Linked DNA regions of Mus musculus: region 2 is linked to region 1. Evidence: chromatin contacts called from public Hi-C data. All regions are on one chromosome and are shown on one strand. Each heading gives the region's core, a stretch centred on a gene start, on an enhancer-like site or on the middle of the called end of the contact. The rest is flanking DNA. Distances are from core to core; before and after follow the strand shown.

Region 1 (3,431 bases), core at 263-2,762:
TCCAGAAACTGCCCCACCTGGGGATCCATCCCATATACAGTCACCAAACCAAGATACTATTGCAGATGCCAACAAGAGCTTGCTGACAGGAGCCTGATATAGCTGCCTCCTGAGAGGCTCTGCCAGTGCCTGCCAAATACAGAAGTGGATGCTCACAGCCATCCATTGGACAGAGCACAGGGTCCTCAATGAAGGAGCTAGAGAAAGTACCCAAGGAGCTGAAGGGGTGTGCAAGCCCCCTAGGAGGAACAACAATATGAACTAACCAGTACCCCCAGAGCTCCCAGGGACTAAACCACCAACCAAAGAGTACACATGGTGGGACTCATGGCTCTAGCTGCATAGGATGGCCTAGTTTGTCATCAATGGGAGGAGAGGCCCTTGGTCGTGTGAAGACTCTAAGCCCCAGTATAGGGGAATGTCAGGGCCAGGAAGCAGGAGTGGGTGGGTTGGTGAACAGGGGAAGGGGTAGGAAATAGGGGGTTTTCGGAGGGGAAACCAGGAAAGGGGATAACATTGGAACTGTAAATAAAAAAAAAATAATAATTTTAAAAAATAACAAAACTATGAGCCTGGCTGTGGTGGAGCACACCTTTAGTCCCAGCACTCGGAAGGCAGAAGCAGGCAGATCTCTAAAGTTCAAGGCCACCCTAGTCTACAAAGTGAGTTCCAGGACTGCCAACACTACACAGAGAAACCATCTCCAAATTAATTAATTAATTAATTAAAAATAAATAAAATTTCTGTTCAGGATGAGCAGAGTGGAATACACCTGTGATCCCAGCACACGTGTGTGCGTGTGCACACACAGTTCGCATAATATTACTTTTAAGCTTTTTAAATGTTGCTCCACCGCATCAACATTTGCTTTATATTTTACTCTTCTATTACTCTCTTAAATTCAGAGAAAATGAGAAGCAACGAGTAAACGCCGCACACTTTTTGGCTGGGTATACGGGGCCTCTTTATGATGGAGAATCCAACCGGGGAGAAGTTAGAAGTCCCCACGCCGCAGCCAGATCACCCGTTTCTTAGACTTTCCGTCATCACACCCAGCCGCCCCGGGAGATGCTCACGGTGAGCTCCTCGCGTGCACCCGCGAGCCGCAGCGCGCATGGCCACTGCGGAGGCTCTGCCTCGCCTTACCCTGCCTGGCCCGAGGTCAAGGGTGATTTACTGTCCCCCGTGTTCAGAGAGGGACAGCTCGGGGCTGCAAACTCGCTTCGGGCCACACAGACTCACGGCAAACGGCAGCCCTGCAGCGAGAACTTTCCTCAGGCGGAAGCTGCCGCGCTCCCTGCACACGCCCCCACCCCCTCCGCCCTCCAGGTCCCCCCCGAGGCCAACCCGGGCTTTGCACCTCGGTCCTCAGCTCCAGGCTTCTTCTCCTGTCCGCCTCACTCCAGCCCTCCACAGCCTCAGGACCCCGCAGGTCTCCTCGCGTAGACCCACCAGCCTCGACGAGACGACCCTCACCGGAAGTACCGGCAGTCTGAGTGCGCCGCCAAAATTCTTCCGCAGCGCGCTGGAGCCACGGGAAAAAAAAAATGTTCCGGCGGCAGAGGGCAGCTGCTGCCAGAAGAGGGAGCTAGGGAGCAAGTGGTGCCCAAGAGCGTAACTGCCTTCCAGTTCACCAATATTTCTGCTGTGGGGTGCATTTCTATAGACCAAACAGCTAAAACTACAAGTTCTGGATACGTTATACATGCGTTTAGGGAGGTTTTTTTTTGTCCGTGGGTTTTGTTTTGTTGGGTTTTGTTTAGTATCTGGATGTTTTTGCCTGCGTGCATGTCTGTGCACCATGTTCGTGCCTAGTTGGGGCAGGGGACGGAAGATGGCATCTGATCCCCTGGAACTGAAGTTACAGATGTTTGCTATCTGCCATGTGGATGATGGAAATCAAATCCGGACCCTCTGGAATAGCAACAAGTGCTCTTAACTGCATAGCCATAGCCCCACCTGCCGCCCCACCCCCACGAGCGCCAAGCATGCTCTTTAACCCAAAAATAAGAGGATTCCCCCAATAAAATAAAAATACATCTAAGCATATTTGTGAATAGAAGTAAGACACATTCGAACTTTTCCCACTCATAACTTTGGCTCTGTAAAATAGTCTTAGAAACTAAGACTGAGCTAGGAAGACGAAGGGCACCATTCTCTGACTTTTTTTTTTAAAAAACAATTTTCCTGCTAAGTCACTCACTCTCTTCTGTAGTTCTCTTGAACACAAGGAATGGCAAGACTGATCTGTAAACATCCTTATGACGTGGAACCGAGACTACTCCCAAGCAAAGAGCAAGCCTGGCAGGACAGATCACCTCCCACATGAGGGCAACTACGTATGGTGGGGAGGCTGAAAGCTGGCGCTGGGGTAACTACCTCGCCATAAACAGTCTGCCTCGGAGTAATGACATCACTAGCAAGGTCTCCAGAAACCCTTGCGAAACAAGGCCTTTGTTGGCATAAGTGATCAGACCCATGCCTTGACCAGATCACCTGACCAGACCACAGGCTCTGTCATCTATGCACACCACAAGCCCCTCCCATTTCCCTTTTCTATAAAATGTCAAAGTTCATCTCAGCCCCTCGAAGACAGACTTGGTATATGCAAACCCCTTTATCTGTTTTTCTCATCATGGCCACCTTAATAAAACCCTTTTCTCTGTCATTCATCATTACGTGTCTCTTTGGCAAACTGAGACGCGTGGCCAGACAAGTCTGCTAGGACTGCTGGAACAGGGGGTTTTTATTAAAACTTTGTTAACAGGGTACCAAAGCAAAACAAAATGTGCACAGAAATCATGGTAGTCTCAGTATAACTATGACTAATATTCCAATCACATATAAAGTAACAATAAAATTATCTTACCTAGTGAAATACCTTTTCAAGCTGTGAAACTAAGAACAACCGTAAAGAAAGAATTGAATAAAACCTGGGTGTGGTGGTACATACCGATTATACCAGAACTAGGGAGATTGAAGCAGGATTACAAGCCCAAGACTGGCCTGGGCTGTATTATAAGACCTCGTGTAAGTCCCTCTCTATTCCTCTCTCTTTCCCTCTCCCTCCCTGAGTGTGGTGTGTGTGTGTCCATAGCTGGCTGGCACAATGAAGTTAGAAAATCTGGGAACAGCTTGGGTAGTGTAACTGAAATACAAAAAGCGTTTAATTTGAAAGGCTGCAAGAAAGTGAGCCTTAACAACCCAATACTTTTTTGTTTTGTTTTTTGTTTGGTGTACACGGGGTTTCTTTGTGTAGTCCTGGCAATCCTAGAACTAGCTCTGTAAATTAGACTGGCCTTGAACTCACAGAGATTTGCCAACCTTAGCCTCTGTTAGGGTTAAAAAAGATTTAATTAGGGCTGGTGAGATAGCTCCGTGATTAAAAGCACTGGCTGCTCTTCCAGAGATCCTGAGTTCAATTCCCAGCA
Region 2 (3,431 bases), core at 511-3,010, 4.3 Mb after region 1:
TCAGAAGCTAAAGAAACAGCATTAAGTCATGTGCCTAGCTATTCTTTCGTAGTGTACGAACTCTACGTAAAGCAATGTTCTAGGCCAGTGGTTCTCAACCTTCCTAATCCTGTGACCCTGTAATACAGTTCCTCATGTTGTATTTACCCTCAACCGTAAAACTATTTCCAGCTATTTTATAACTGTAATCTTGCTGTTATGAATCCTAATATAAATATCTAATATGCGGGGTATCTGATATTCGACCCCTGTAAATGGGTTATTCAACCCAAGGGGTCATGAGCCACAGGTTGAGAACCACTGCTCTAGATGCTCATCTTCAACTCTATAGTGTTTGCATTCTATATAGGAAAGAAACCAAGGTAAGATACTGTTAAATACTGGGTAATTGCTGAGACCCAGGGCATCACTGAGATCTGCTATTTGATAGGCTTCTTTGTTACATTTGAACAGGTAAAATAGCAAACTAGAGAAATGAAGCGTGAAGGTTCTGCATTGTGGAATGGTCAGTCTATTTCATCTCTACACGCATTTATTCATTAAAATTAATATTGTCCTCTAGAAATATATAGCTCAGCATGAAATCTATCAGGGAATCTACTCCCATTCCTATGAAATAACATTCCTCACTCCTCCCCTGCTTCTAACTGACAATTATCTCAAAAGATATCTCCTCCAAGATGTTTTCCCCATCATTTCCTGTTTTCCCTCCATCACTGTCATGGCAATATAATCTCTTCTTCAATACCTCCCAAGCAAAGGCAGGTGTGTTCATGCACGTCTGTAATCCTGAGATAGGGAATTAGTATATATATACGTGTGTGTGTGTGTGTGTGTGTGTGTGTGTGTGTGTGTGTCTATAATACAGACACACATATAAAGGTAGAATACCAACCTTTGTATCATCAGCACCTAGTAGAGTGCGTGGTGCCAAAGAGGCCTTCAATAATGACTGTAGAGAATGCACGATCTCCAAGTTAAACAACAAGCAAAAGTGTACAATCTTGAGATAAGTCTTAAAAACAATAGACACTAGAAGGCGCTCACGTGAGTTGGATCAAGGAAGTTAAGGGGTCAGAAGACTAGCGAATAGGGAGGTTGCCCAAGAACTCTTTCAAAAATATGCTGAGACACGTCACCGTAAAGAATATAAATGCAACACTGGCCATATGCAGGGTGTGGAGAAGAGTCCTTTGGTCTTTCCACCTCTAAAATCCCCGATAGCTGCCCCTCCCTGCCCGCCCCCAGTCACCGTGTCCAGGAGGTAAGGCTCTCACCTTCCCATTAGTGGGCGGCTCCTGGATGTAGATGTTACTCATCTTGCTCAGTGCTCAGGACTCCGCTCCTTAGTGTGGCCGCAAGCGAATGGCGGGTCTCCGGCGAGGCCCACCTGTTAGCACACAATTCTTTAACCTGAGTATTTGGGGGAAAACTTCACTCGGTCAGAGTCGGACAAGACAGCCGTACTAATCACTAGTTACTCCCCAAACTAGCCCATCATGGACGCCGCCATGTTGCTCCCGGACCGGAGCACCGCTAACCCCGGGAGGGGGGACTTCCCTGTCCTTCAGGAAACTAGAAAAGACTATAGGACCTCTACAACTTTAGAGAATTTGTAGCGAGGTTTATAATACGAGCTAAAGGGCCAATCCGTAAATCCCGGGGCTGCGTCCAGGTCAGGCGATTGCAGATAGCACTCACCTCCCGAAGCGGGCCGAAATGGTTCCGACCGCGTGTGCTCCGCGGTAGGACACCCCTGGAAACTGCATCCACAGCCACTTAGTTCCGCCAACCCTAGATGTGCATCGGGCCTTCCCCTGCCCGGTGAAGTTGTAGTGGCCGGGTGGGAGAGATCCCTTTGGGAATGCGCTGTCCTCGCAACGGACCTGAACCTAACGTGATCTCGAAAGCCCAGGACTCCGACGATCCCACTCACCTTGCATCATGGCAGTCCCAGGTGAAGGTCAACCGCAGGGCTCTCTCACTCCAGAGGAATGAGACGAGCAGGGAAGCCCAGAGCACGGGGGTGGGTGGCAGCGAGCACTTGGGGAATCAGGCGAAGGCCTAAAAATTTAGATTTGGTCGGCTTACATGAAAAAGCTTATACTACAAGTTCAAAGCGGGGTGAGAAAGATAGGGAAAGATCATCTCTGTCATTCTTGGACAAGCCCAAACTGCACAGGATTAGAGGGAAAGTGTATTGTAAGAGGGACAAGGGACTTGGTGACAATGAGAACTGTAGGCCTAAGGGGACAACTTGCCCAGAAGACTGTAACTTTCACACGATTTCAAAATAAAATTCGAAATGTGAGCATTTTGCCGAATCCAGGTGGCTATACACATTATACTGAAAGTCGCCAAGAAGAGCACCTGAGGCTTGTTCTAGCACTTCCAGCCTGTAATTTCTATGTGGCTGCAGGCCCGCTGCTGTGCCCTTCCGGGCCTCAGTTTCCCTATCAGTTTCAAGACAGTGCTTTCTCGAATTAGATCTAAGATTCTTTGTAGGTTCCACTTTTGTGTTCAGAGGTTTCTAACCTAGAAACGGCAAACTGAGCTCCGGGGATGTTTTTGTTGCTCCAGTTTACTGGGGAGCCGCTAAGAACTTCCCCAAGCCGACTTTGTCAGAATGTGTTTCTGTAAAACCCTATTATCAAGCAGGTGTTTTTAAGAGATATACCCGCCTCGCATCTCGGAGATTCACAGTGCATAGTACTGTAGGAAAGACCCTCAAACTATTTGTGAAGCCCCAACTTTGCTTAACACTGCCCCTTCCCGCTACTGTTTGACCCCTGTCTTTGTTCCGTGGCAGCCTTTTCTGAACTTTATTCTAGAGATTACTGTTGCGGGGTGGGGCTGCTTCCTAACTTCTGCAGAGGAGCACTCCAGGAGCTGTGAAAAGAGAGGTGACTACATTTATTGAGTGTGTGGCAGTCAGCATGGTAGAAACCCTTGCTCTCCTAGAATTCGGGGGGGGGGGGATTTACAGAAAGTAGAACTAACGCTGGGGCGAGCAAAAACAGGACACCTAACAGGATCCAGAGTGTACAAAAGGATGTTCCAGATGAAAGCTAAAGAAAGGTGAGAGTGCAGGGGACCTGCAGGGAGAGGGAGCAGATACAGAAAGGAAGAGGAACTAAAAGAGGGAATGAAAGAGCCCTGCCGTGGCTAACGATCAGCTAACCTGAGAGAAAAGAGAAATTAACTAAAGCGATAATTCAAAGTATCTAACTTTTACTATGTAACCCATGTATCTGATACTATGTCAAACATTGTATATTTTTTTCCTCCCTTTAATAACCACTGCTATGAGATAGCTGTTGTTAGTCTCACTTCACAGACGGAGAAATCAAGTAACTTGCCTATTACAAAAGCTAATGGAGATTATCCAAGCTCTTGGCCACCATGAATGCAAATGCATTCTCCAACATATC

What was found. A called contact is a pair of places that touch in the nucleus more often than the background predicts.
Region 2: a Hi-C map of muscle stem cells shows a contact between it and region 1, with 5 times the contacts expected there. The contact joins the promoter of Srek1ip1 here to the promoter of Gtf2h2 in region 1. A contact is called at or near these places in 4 of 484 Hi-C or Micro-C datasets (CD4 T cells, CD8 T cells and muscle stem cells).

Annotation. Positions count from the first base shown.
Region 1 is chr13:100,491,097-100,494,527 of GRCm38.p6, forward strand. Gtf2h2 (general transcription factor II H, polypeptide 2) reads right to left here and starts at 1,513. Exons shown (of 16, transcript NM_022011.4): 1 at 1,361-1,513.
Region 2 is chr13:104,815,410-104,818,840 of GRCm38.p6, forward strand. It overlaps Srek1ip1 (splicing regulatory glutamine/lysine-rich protein 1interacting protein 1), which reads left to right and starts at 1,761. Exons shown (of 5, transcript NM_026075.3): 1 at 1,761-1,957. The coding sequence starts at 1,945. Cwc27 (CWC27 spliceosome-associated protein) reads right to left here and starts at 1,544. Exons shown (of 14, transcript NM_026072.1): 1 at 1,278-1,544. The coding sequence starts at 1,319.